Linked DNA regions of Sus scrofa: region 2 is linked to region 1. A link is a contact called in public Hi-C data. All regions are on one chromosome and are shown on one strand. The core of a region is the stretch at or near the end of the contact, and the rest is flanking DNA. Distances in the headings are between cores, read along the strand shown.

Region 1 (6,309 bases), core at 2,409-4,908:
CTTGCCCTCCTTTGTAGATGAGTGACACCATCCCACCAGGGCCTGTGTGGGGTGCTTTGGAGGGACAGGAACAAGACTTGGGGCTCCCCCCTTACTCTGGAGGTGCTGTCAGTCATGTGGCCCAAAAATCTTGTCTTGCCCCAAACCAAGCAAATGGCTTCCAAATTTGTGAGACTAGAAAGGTCAGGGCCAGATGGTGTAGGTACTTCTTGGGAAGTAAAAGTGTCATCGAGGGTCAGTTTGGAGGCTGCTGGTCCTGGCTCTTTCCTGCCCCACCTGCCCCTTCTCTGCTCTTGACCATGTCAAATAGCAGTTCCAGCTGTGTTCTGCAGTGTCATAGCCTCCACATGACATTTGTGGCAGATAAGGATCACGAACTGCCCATCCTAACCGAGGACGCAGCCTGGGATTCTGAGCACCTCCTCACTCTCTCGCTCAAGAAAGCACATCGGGAATTCCCCTTGTGGCTCAGCAGGCTAAGAACCTAACTAGTATCCATGAGGATGCGGGTTTGATCCCTGGCTCACTCAGTGGGTTAAGGATCTGGCATTGCTATGGCTCTGATTCAGCCTGTAGCCAGGGAGTTTCCATAAGCTGCGGATGTGGCCCTAAAAAGACAAAAAAAAAAAAAAAAAGCAAGCATATTGGATCTTGTGTGAGTGGGACTGACAGTCATAGAGTCATCTGGAACTCATTCAGTTTATTTTTGAAAAGTAAAAGCAAATAAGTTGAAAAGTAAGTACTTTATGATCCTTAGCTAAGGACAGGTGGTGGCACGCCTCAGGCTGATCGATCACACATCAGGCCCAAGATCCTTTGTCCCTCCCCCAGTTGGTCATTAGGTGCCTTCAGTGGAGCTCTGACTGCCTGTCTGTCTCCTGATGACTCTCATGCTGCTTCTGCCTAATTCTGGGGAGCCAGTGATCTGTCTGTGCCCCAGAACCAGAACCATGGCCCAGGCCCCTCCCTATGTCCAGATAAGAAATCCATGGGGTAGTAAGGGAGGGAGGTCCTCAGTGCCTGGGGTGACCCTGTCTTGCATCACACTGTTCAGGTGGGCCCTAGCATGGCACAGCGGGGAAACACTCTTGCAAGTCGACCCACCAGGCAGCAAGTTAGCCTGGAACATGGAGCTCCCCATGCCACCACTAGGGGCTCATCTGTGGCTCAGCACCCCGGCTGAGGGGGAAAGAAAGGGTGGAGGGCATGCTAGGGGCCAGCCTTCTTGGATTGTTCCAGGAGCTCCAGAAACTGAGGCTTTGAAACAGAGAGTGTGGAGAGTGGTGACAGAGCGAGGGACAGCTGCTGGCAGCAATATTCCTTTCCCAGGGGTATCATGGAAGAACATGAATGAGCTATTCTCGTGGGGTGGGGAACTCTGCTGGCCTGCAGAGCACCCTTAATCAGGCATCTCTTAGCCTCTTTGCCCCGATCTAGAAAATGAGGTTGTGAGGTCAGCCTCCTGGTAGATGCTCAGTAAGGATTATTTCACATCTCTGTCTCTCCCTATGTCCCCCTTCTAAGCTTCTTTCTGGCCTTGCAGCTCTGTCTTTGGGTCCCTTCGTAAAACTCTGCGGGGTTCGGAGCCTAGGTGGCAGGAGCAGAGGCTTCTCTCCTCTGGGAGGTCAGAGGCAGGGAGCTTCTGAGAAGCTTAGCCAGCTCCTTCTATTGACATGATTCCAGGTTCGAAGCCACAGGACTCTCAGACAACGGTGACTTCCCAGCAGGTGGCAGAGCTGGTGTGGGGTAGGGGTCGGGGGTTGGGGGGGGCTAGAGCCCTGCAGCTTCTCTCTTGCCTTCGTCCTTGCAAGAGAATGAGTAGGAAGCTTCTGGGCTCAGCTGATGAGGACTTGGAATGAACTGGAGGCACAGAAGGGTGAGGTCAGTGGTTTGCTCAGCAAGGGGGCCAAAGTTAGTGACAGACCTGTCACAGCTCCCAAGATTCCTGGCCACAGTCCCTGGCTCCACTCCCTCCCCATCGTGTCCTTAGGGAGATGCAAGTTGGTGTCAGGATGGGTTTCTTTACTGAGTGCCTCCTTGTATGACAGCAGGAGGCCCAGGAGGCTCTCCCCAGCAGGAGTGGTGGTTTTTGTATACTTTTTCATTGATTACTCACCCTGTGCTCTATGAGGTGTCTGAGTAACTAAAGCCCAGAATTGCCACCCAGGCGAGTGAGTGGTGTAGATTTGAACTGTCCCCCTCTCTACTTGGAGGTCCGTTCTTTCCACTGAGCCACACTGCCACATGGGCAGGATACCAGGAGGGTACAAAGAGCTAGGTGACCATCACAGCTCCTAATACCACCAGAGCGGCCAAGTCTCTGGTATGGTAAGACGGCTTTGTGGTGCTACTTAAATGTCACCCTGAGCTCCCACGTGCACATGCCAAGAGTCTCTTTGAAGCCTCACTTCTTATCTTGCAGTTCATTTGCATTTTGTATTTGACTCCATGAAGTAGCCCCCCCTTTTTTTTTTTTTGTCTTTTTGCCATTTCTTGGGCCGCTCCCGCGGCATATGGAGGTTCCCAGGCTAGGGGTCTAATCGGAGCTGTAGCCACCGGCCTACGCCAGAGCCACAGCAACAAGGGATCCGAGCCGAGTCTGCGACCTACACCACAGCTCATGGCAATGCCAGATCCTTTAACCCACTGAGCAAGGGCAGGGATCAGACCCGCAACATCGTGGTCCCTAGTCGGATTCGTTAACCACTGTGCCCCGACGGGAACTCCCATGAAGTAGCCTTTTAATTTAAAGCAGTGGTTTCAATTTTTTGTTCCTGAGGCGGTTTGATCCCATCAGATGGTGTTCCTGTGCCCCTGGCCGCCATCCGCCCCCTGAGAGTATGGACATCCCTATAGATGGTGGGGGAGGGGGACATGTCAGTATTTTGAATAAATAAAGGGAGGAGGGGTCCCCTTTGACCAGAGAGGCAGTTTGCAGAGAGCAGGCCTGGGCAGGAGGTAAAGGCTAGTTGGGATCATTTTCTGAGAGGCTCCGGACCACAGTGCCAAGCCCAGGGCTTTCAGTCTCCTCCTGTGTCCTGTAGGCAGCAGGGGCCATCCCCCTTGCTTGCATCCAGAGGCTCATGAGGATGTTCATGGTGCTGTGGATCTAGCAAGGGGGAGGGAGGTTCCTGCCTTCAGAGGGCAAGTGTCTAGTTAGTGGATGCACACAGAAGAGGTGGGATTTCGGGGGTCTGCTGCCAGAGCTAGAGCAGGGGAAGCCAGGGCAGGGGTTTGAGAAGGGGCTGAGTGAAGATTTGATGCCAGTCCAAGTTGTTGGCTTCCTGTGATGGAAAGAAAGGGAGGCCAGGAAAGGGGAGGCTCCTGGGAAGGAAGGAAGAACCTGTGACACTCAGAGACAAGGAAATGTGGGAGCTGGAAGGGGGCCTGGCAAGAGAGCGCAGGATCGGGAGGTGGCCCAGATGCTTGATCGGGGAGCTGGGACCTGTTCCGAGGCCTTTTGAGCCGTATTCACTAGAACTTATTGGCCAAGAGTGGGTAACTAGCGCTGTGAGATCCACAAACATCAGGAAGACTGAAGCTCATTCCTAGAACAGGCAAACTTTTGAACTTTGTGTTTGGGTCTGTGTAGGGTGGCTGAGTCACTTGGAGCCCCTCCTAACCTCTGCTGATGATTAGCAGGGGTGAGAGGCCCCCGGAGCCGCCCTGCTGTGCAACAGGCGGACTTGCCTCAAAGAGCCCAGATTGCAGGAACGGATTGGAGTGAATGTGGAATAGCTGAGAAAAACCCCAGCCCCTATGCCTCCTGGTTTCCAGGCAGTCAGATTTTTTTTTGTTAATCCACGTTTCACCCTGTGAAGGAACCACGGGGATGGACCTGGAGTTGGACCCTAGGCGTGACCTTAAAAAGTCCAGAAGTCGCTGGGTGACCTGAAGAGGTGGATGACTCTGACCAATGAAATGCATCCAGTGTTCTGGGCGTTCTGGGGGAGGGCGGGGCCTGCCGATCCTGGACCCAGAGATGTGTTATTGACAACAGAAGTGAGACTCTGCTGGCCTGTCAGCCTGGCCCACTGCTGTGCCCGTTGTGGGGGGTAGGGGTGGGCAGAGTGTACCTGGGCAACTTGTCTCACCTGCTGCTGCTTAACCTGCCAGAGCCCCATGGATGGGGAAGCTGTAGAGGCCTGGGGCCTGGTCCATGGGGGGCTCTGTGTGTGTGCTGGTGCTGTAGACAGGGCCTGGCACAGTTAGGCTTCTGCCTGGAGCTCAGGGTGACCTCCGGAGTTGCCTTTCTGCCTTTATTCTCTCAAGTGTCTGGTTACCTATGACCTTGGGTGCCAGCCAGGCACCCAGCAAAAAGCCAACCTGTCGGCACACTCAGGCTGTGTCAGCCCCTGCTAGCAGGGCAGACAGGACCCCGCCCTCCTAAGGCATCTGGGCAGTCCAGGAAAGAAAGGGCCACCTCCCAGCCCTCTGAGCAGCAGATTGGAAGACTCTGGCCTTCTCCCCTGGTTTCCTGTGTGTCACCCCCGGCCCACACTTCCTTCAGGGCTGAGAGTAAAATGACAGTTCCTGTTGAGGAGGCATGAGTCAGCAAAGGAGAGTGGTGGCTGAGTCTTTATAACCTCCAGGCATGGCTATTAAATATTTAAATGACACTACAGTATTGATTGTTTCTCATCCATCCCCTTAGGAAAGCAGTTCCTGTCTGGGATTTGGATAATAGAGATATCTTGGATTTAGACAAACTCTAAAGGTTCTGTATAAATCTCACCTGAAATTATGTTATCTCCCCCTCAGAGCTTGCTACCAGGCATGGGAGCAAATTGGGTTCTGCCCATTTTACAGATAGAGAAGACGACCCCAAAAGGTGGTTCTACCTGACGATGACGACGGGCACCCAGCAGCCTGGGCCTGGCGTCACAGCATCCTAGCACAGGCTGTGGTCTCTGCTCACGGCCTGTTTTCTCTGGTCACAGTTACTTTCCCACCTTTCTCCTCCTCCTCACGCCGTCCCTCTGTCATTCGGCTGTTCATTCTAGCTGCTGGGGATGTGGCATCGAGCAAGGTAGACAGAGCCCCTGTTCTGGAGAGCTTAATTCTTGGAGAGGAGGCAGTCAGTTGACAGGAGCTCAAATTGGCAGGGAAGGACCCTCTAGGAGCTTAAGTTCCTAGTCAGTGTCCAGACCCTGGGTCCCCGGGCTGGGTGGTGCAGAGCGTATCTGGCCTAATTGTAGATTGGCCCTTACTGGTCCCAGATCTGCCTTTCTTCCCAGGACAGTTATCAGGATAAATATACCCAGCTCCCCATTCCTAGGGAGTTACTCACCGAGTGCAAGGGCCCCGCCGTGGATTAGATTACCTCTGCTCCAACTGCACCCTGCTCAGAGCTGGGGGATGGGGAGAGTGCCTCCTCTCCTGCACTCCTTCCTAATGTGGAAGAGTGTCAGTGGAGGGGCTGAGATGAGACCATCCTTGAGGAGAGGAGCCCGCCTGCCCTGCTGTTTACATAGCTCCTTCCTTAAGAAGGGCTGAGCCCTGCTCACTGCTTATGTCCTGAGCTCAGGCAGCTGTAAGGAGTCTGGGCAGCTTCTTCTCTGACACTTGAGGCCACCAAGACTGCACAGGTGGTCCATCCAGGGGGCCCGAAACCTCTCTTAAGAGCCCAGAGTTCTGAAGGAGCGGAGTAGGCAGGCTGAAAGGCTGGACCTCTCCAGGACTGGTGGGGAAGGGCCTTGCCGAGTTGGTGCTGTTGCTCTGAGAGTCAGGGTCAAGAATTAAGTGGCAGGGATGGACAGTTGGCCCTGGGCTGTTAGGAAGGCCTGGTGCTATGGCAGCCTCTTATAACCTGTGTTGGGGCTCTCATGGCAGTGTTGGCCACACCTTGCTTCTGCTTGTCAGGTCCTAAGGAAACAGCTGCCTGGGGCCATGAAAGCTGAGTTAAATTGGCCTGTGGAAAGAAGGTGGGTGAACTGAGTCTTGGAGAGATCTTATTTTTATTCTGGGCCTCTCCTAGGCTGGGCCTCAAGAATACAAGGCTAGGAGTTCTTGTTGTGGCAGAGCAGAAGTGAATCCGACTAGTATCCATGAGATTGCGGGTTCAATCCCTGGCCTTACTCAGTGGGTTGGGGATCTGGTGTTGCAGTGAGCTGTGGTGTAGGTTGCAGATGAGGCTTGGATCTGGCATTGCTGTGGCTGTGGTGTAGCCCGGCAGCTGCAGCTCCGATTTGACCCCTGGCCTGGGAACCTCCATGTGCCGTGGGTGCAGCCCTAAAAAGCACACATGCACAAAAACAGAAAAAAACAAGGCTGGTCGAGGTGGAGTCTTCCAGGTGGCCAAAGGACCCT
Region 2 (6,309 bases), core at 1,574-4,073, 42 kb before region 1:
AAATGTGTAAGGGTGTGAGCTAGCTCAGGATCTAATAACTCAAGAATGTACTGAACACTAGGGCTCCAGGCTGAGAGGAAAAACTGACTTTTGCCATGGATGTGCTGGTAAACTGAGTTCCATCTACCCTCCCCATCAAAAACAGATAAAAGAAAATAATCCCATCATGGCCATTTTCAGGCTACCAATTTGGCTAGTAAATTCCCAAATATTGGAGTTCCTGTTGTGGCTTAGCAGTAATAAATTTGACTAGCATCCATGAGGACACAGGTTCAATCCCTGGCCTCGCTCAGTGGGTTAAGCATCCCGCAAGGCGGTGAGCTGTGGTGTAGGTCGTAGACGTGGCTTGGATCTGGCATTACTGTGACTGTGGCATAGGCCAGCAGCTGCAGCTCTGATTCATCCCTGGCCTAGGAACTTCCATATGCTGCTGGTGTAGACCTAAAATTAAAAAAAAAAAAAAACCCCAAATATTTCACAACTGGCCCTCACTGATACAAAGCTATTTCAATTCACCTTCCTGGGTCCTATGAAGTCCAACCTGAAACAACAAACTTACCTCTTTATATCTTTTTTTTTTTTTTTTTTTTTTTGTCCCTGCCTATAGCATGTGGAAGTTTCCTGGCCAGGGATCAAACCCATGCCACAGAATCCACCCAAGCCGCTGCAGTGCCAATGCTGGATCCTTAACCCACTGAGCCACAAGAGAACTCTTACATTTTTATTATCTTTTTAGTAATTTCTTCTGGTCAAGAATTTCTTTCTCTTTTTTGCTTTTTAGGGCTGCACCCATGGCATATGGAGGTTCCCAGGCTAGGGGTCAAATCAGAGCTACAGCTGCTGGCCTACGCCACAGCCACAGCAACGCAGGATCTGAGCCTTGTCTGTGACCTACAACACAGCTCATGGCAACACCAGATCCTTAACCCACTGATTGAGGCCAGGGATCGAACCTGTAACCTCATGGCTCCTAGTTGGACTTGTTTCCACTTTGCCACAATGGGAACTCCAAGAATTTCTAATACCTACAAAATAAAACTTTGTCCCCCATACTAGATCATTTCACGACACTCAAGCCAATTTTATCTTCCTACTGTCTTAAGAACCTACAGCCAGAGCTCATCTATGCAGTAGCCATCAGATGGAAATTAACTATGGCTGGCAAATCTGCCAAGGCTTTCTGCATCCAAGGGAAACTGTATATCTTGGTTTCCTAAAAAAAAGAGGGGGGGCTCTAAAAAATAAAGTCTACTTTAAAAAAGAGAAAGGTCAGAGTTCCCACCATGGTGCCATGGGTTAAGAATCCAACTGCAGTGACTCGGATCACTGCAGAGGTGTCGGTTCGATTGCCAGCCCAGTGCAGTGGGTTAAAGGATCCAGCATTGCTGCAGCTGTGCATGGATCACAGCTGTGGCTGGGACTCAGTCCCTGGCCTGGGAACTTCCATATGCCTTGAGTGTGGCCATAACATTTTCTAAAAATTAAAAATAAATAGAAAATAGGAGAAAGGTAAAGTAAAAAACTGATAAAACAGGAATTCCTATTGTGGCTCATCAGTAACGAATCTGACTAGTATTCATGAGGACATAGGTTCGATCCCTGGCCTTGCTTAGTGGGTTAAGTATATGGCATTGCTGTGGCTGTGGCATAGACCTGACAGCTACAGCTCCAATTCGACCCCTAGCCTGGGAACATCCATATGCCGCACGTATGGCCCTAAAAAGCGAAAAAAAATTGATAAAGCACAATTCTAGCATAACATTAGGCCTATTCTGTCTCTCCTAGTAACACCTGGCTGGTCAGCAATGAATTTCTTATAAACTTCAAAAGGTTAATGGCCTACCCCAGTATCTTTTAAGACCGTCAATAGCTCGGTGTTAATCCACTTGTGACATCTAAAGATGCCTCTATCAGAGGAATACATTTATATTTTTAGTTAATAACACCCCTTGGGGGAACTGTGTGTCCCATAAACCTACTTCCCATTTTATTTTATTTTTTTATTTTTTTGTCTTTTTGTCCTTTTAGGACCGCACCTGCAGCATATGGAGCTTCCCAGGCTAGGGGTCTAATCAGAGCTACGGCCGCCGGCCTACACCACAGCCACAGCAACGCCAGATCAGAGCTGTGTCTGCAACCTACACCACAGCTCATGGCAACACCGGATCCTTAACCCACTAAGCTAGGCCAAGGATCAAACCCACAACCTCATGGTTCCTAGTCGGATTCGTTAACCACTGAGCCACGATGGGAACTCCTGCTTTGCCTTTTTGTCTTTCTTTCTTTCTTTCTTTTTTTCTTTTTCTTTTTGCCATGCCTGCAGCATGTGGAAGTTCCTGCACCACAGCAGCAACCTGAGCCACTGCAGTGACAAGGCTGGATCCTTAACCTGCTGTGCCACAAGGGAATATCTACTCCACCTTTTCTAGTTGTGAAAACAAGGCTTTGACATATTGCATGGTCAAATGCAGAAATTCTCTAGTGACGTGTACCCCATATGTAAACATTATTTCATGCTGAGCTTTCCAAATCTGGGATCAGGACTCTGATTTCTCCTTGACACACCACAGCAACACGTGAACAGCTAGACAAATACATAATCTGGATTCCTGAGACCAAAGGGCTTGGGAAATCCCTTTGAAAACGCTCTGTTGGAACAGCTGCTGTCTCCCAGTTCCCACCAAAGGGCAAAGAAGAGAAATGGTATCCCTTACGAGAAATCCACAATTTTTAGAAACCTGCAGCCTGAACAGAACACACTTACCTTTCACAGTTTAAGGGACACTCCACACCCGGCAGTGGGACTGACTGACTATATTTGCATTTTGGGAAATGTAGTGCATGAAGCCGAAATGATGCAAAAAAAACTACAAGTCCCACAATTCTATGGGCTTCCCATTTGAGGGCCCCATATTGTCCCATAGCGCCTCTGTCGGCCCATTCTGGTCAGAGGTTTCCAACCTTCGTTTGCAAAGTGTGCTTTTCCAAAGCCAACAAGCCTATCATCTGTTTGAGAAGTGGTTAAGAGCTTGGACGCTACTGTCCTGGGTGCAATGTAGTACATCCAAATAGCAATAACTTAGGAATTCATTTTCTCTTAAGCTAGAAGCTTTAATACTGGATCTAGATTTTTTTTTTTTTTTCTTTTCAGGGCCGCTGGGAAGTCATCCATGGAGGATGAAGTTACCCAAGACAGCTGGTGAATCACAATTTCCCTTGATAGATTCTGACAGGGTGTATTGAGCCACCAATCAAGACTTTCTTGGAGTTTCCATGGCTCAGCAGTTAACAAACCTGGCCAGCATCCGTGTGTGAGGACACAGGTTTGATCCCTGTCCTCGTTCCGTGGGCTAGGGATCCAGTGTTGCTGTGAGCTGTGGTGTAGGTCACAGATGCAGCTCGGATCCCATGTTGCTGGGGCTGTGATATAGGCCGGTGGTTACAGCTCCAACTGGACCCCTAGCCTGGGAACCTCCATATGCCTGTGGGTTTAGCCCTACAAAGACAGAAAGCCAAAAAAAAAACACATTCTCAAGGGCTGAGAAATTCTTTGGATGATCCTAGTTTTTTTATTTCTCATGACTCGACCACACCACAAATTAGTGACAAAGTTCTTGATTGGATCAAAGTAAATTACTCTAAATTAATCAAATTGCTAGTATTCCCCCCCCACCCTGGCAGTTATGGATGTGAAAAAAAATTAATTACCCATCAGCATCAAACAGACCTTTTATGTCATGTTTTTTTCCTTTTTAGTCCCACACCTGTGGCATAAGGAAGTTCCTGGGCTAGGGCTTGAATTAGAGCTGCAGCTGCCAGCCTACACCACAGCTTGTGACAATGCTGGATCCTTAATCCATTGAGCAAGGCCAGGGACCAAACCTGCATCCTCATGGATACTAGTCAGGTTCTTAACCTGATGAACCACAATGGAAACTCCTTATGTCATTTTTTTACATCTAGTCAATGACTACATAAATGGTCATTAAGCAATACTTTGAATGTTTCATGTTTAAAATTTTCATAATAAAATGCTGGAGGAAATGTCATTTTCTTGGAGACTACTATTTGCATCTTATTTAGTAGCAAAAAACAAGTCTTTTGGAGAATATAGTTCAGAGCTGAACCAAGTCTAGGCACATGTTTCTAGTAGCTTTTGACTTGCCAAGGCAATGAGAGTGAAAGTAACTTCAAACTCATGAATTGTGGGCATTTCTGTGGAAATAGCCTCTTTCAGCCTCTCTCCTCTGAATTAAGGTGTCTACAGAAAACCCTTTGAGGTTAAACAGAGAATTACCACATGATCCAGATATTCTACTTCTAGGTAGATACACCCAAAAGAATTGAAAACAAGGACTCAGACTGATATCTCTGTGCTGCTGTTCATGGAAGTATTGTTACAGCCAAATCGTGGAAGCAATGTCCTGTCAATCAAAGAATAAATGGATAACAAAATTCCATACGATAGAATATCAGCCCTAAAAAGGAATGAAATTCTGAAATATACCACAACATGGATGGGCTTAAAAACATTCTATGAAATAAGCCATGCACAAAAGATTAAATAATTACGCGATTATTTTATCTGAGGTACTGAGAGACCAAATTCGTAGAAAGTGGAATAGAAGTTGCCAGGGCCCTGGGGAGGGAAGAATGGGGAGTTGGTGGTTTTTTGTTTTTGTTTTTTGTCTTTTTAGGGCCGCACTTCTGGCATGTGGAAGTTCCAGGGCTAGGGGTCCAATGGGAGCTGTAGCTGCTGGCCTACACCACAGCCACAGCAAGGCAGGAGCCAAGCTATGTCTGTAACCTACACCATAGTTCATAGCAATGCAGGATCTTTAACCCACTGAGCAGAGGCCAGGGATGGAACCCTCATCCTCATGGACCCTATTCTTGTTCCTTAACTGCTGAGCCACAAAGGGAACTCAGGGAGTTAGTATTGTTAAGGAGTACAGTTTCAGTTTGGGATGATGAAAAATTTCTGGAGATGTACAGTGGTAATGGTTGCAAACAGTGTAAATATATTATTCTGAACTGAACACTTAGGAATGGTTCAAATGGTTAATTTTACATTATGTATATTTTATCACAATTAAAACCAACCAAACAGGAGTTCCCGTCGTGGCTCTGCGGTTAACGAATCTGACTAGCTTCTATGAGGACTCAGGTTCGAGCCCTGGCCTCACTCAGTGGGTTAAGGATCCGGCGTGCCGTGAGCTGTGGTGTAGATTGCAGACTCGGCTCAGATCCTGGGTTGCTGCGGCTGTGTCATAGACTGGCAACTGTAGCTCCAGTTTGACGCCTAGCCTGAGAACTGCCATATGCCGAAGGTGCAGTCCTAAAAAAAGCAAACAAAAAAACCCCAACCAAACAAACAACCCCAAGTCTTTTGGAGAGGTTACACAGCGAATCAGGAGCCAAGTGAACAGCAACTGAGACATTTCTCATCGTCCTCATTCATTGTGTAAATTGTGTATTAGCATGTTCCCTCCCACAATGCTTTGCTTCATCGCCACTTAAAAAAAAAAAACTAAGTGAAATCAAGCAACTGAATATTAAGAAACAATATATAATTTCCGAAAGGGAGCTTTATATAGTTTTATAATTTCAGCCAATCAATAATTGAGGGTTTTTCCCGGAGACTAAAACTCACCTTTCTGTAATAGGAACCTTACTTATTGGGAGTGATGAGTAGTGGGCGGTACTCTTTAGCTTTGCGCAGTGGCAGTATCGTAGCCAATGAGGTTTATCCGAGGCGCGATTATTGCTAATTGAAAACTTTTCCCAATACCCCGCCGTGACGACTTGAAATATAGTCGGCATTGGCAATTTTTGACAGTCTCTGCGGAGACTGAATCATGTAAGTTGAAAAGAAAGCTTCGGCGGTCAGAGTGTCTTCGTGTTTATCTTCGTTTTGGAGTTCACCGTTTTGTTATTCAGGTGGCGAGGAAGTGTTTTGCACTTCCGGTTTTTAGCTTGATGGGGTGTTTTGTTTTGTTTTTTATTCTTTTATCTTGTTGGTGTGTCTGTTATCCAATTTCTCACACAGTTGTGTGTTGTTTGTATTGGTCACGTTCGCATTTGAGATCTTCTTTACTGAAGATGATCCCCTCCCCACGCTGGACACAGCCTCCCCACCACCCTATTCGGTTTACTCGTTTTCTCTGTCTTCCAGCCGCTGTTTCTTAGGAGTTCAAGTCGTAAGCAGATCGGCTCTATGGCGTCATGCTAATTTGCATGAAATCCCCCAGCATTCCCCGCAAATGAGCTCTCGTTTCTAAAATATGAATGTTCGGCAAGAGATGCTCC

The links. A called contact is a pair of places that touch in the nucleus more often than the background predicts.
Region 2: a Hi-C map of skeletal muscle shows a contact between it and region 1, with 3 times the contacts expected there. The contact joins the promoter of SIRT4 here to the enhancer-like site in region 1. A contact is called at or near these places in 1 of 5 promoter capture datasets (liver), 18 of 47 Hi-C or Micro-C datasets (adipose tissue, blood, fibroblasts and 6 more) and 2 of 2 datasets of contacts at active chromatin or transcription factors (alveolar macrophages and skeletal muscle).

What each region holds. Positions count from the first base shown.
Region 1 is chr14:40,245,755-40,252,063 of Sscrofa11.1, reverse strand. The region is part of intron 1 of PXN (paxillin); the gene reads left to right. Among named protein-coding and RNA genes, the nearest start is that of RPLP0, 25 kb to the right of the region's middle. Within about 2 kb of position 3,658, at least 44 of the 83 cell types and tissues checked have an H3K27ac peak or open chromatin away from gene starts, as enhancers often do. A contact at or near this core is called in adipose tissue, alveolar macrophages, liver and 5 more, where this site is marked.
Region 2 is chr14:40,286,802-40,293,110 of Sscrofa11.1, reverse strand. SIRT4 (sirtuin 4) reads right to left here and starts at 2,823. Exons shown (of 5, transcript NM_001114270.2): 1 at 2,765-2,823. It overlaps LOC102165911 (a long non-coding RNA gene), which reads left to right. Exons shown (of 4, transcript XR_002338550.1): 3 at 3,152-3,199; 4 at 6,176-6,309.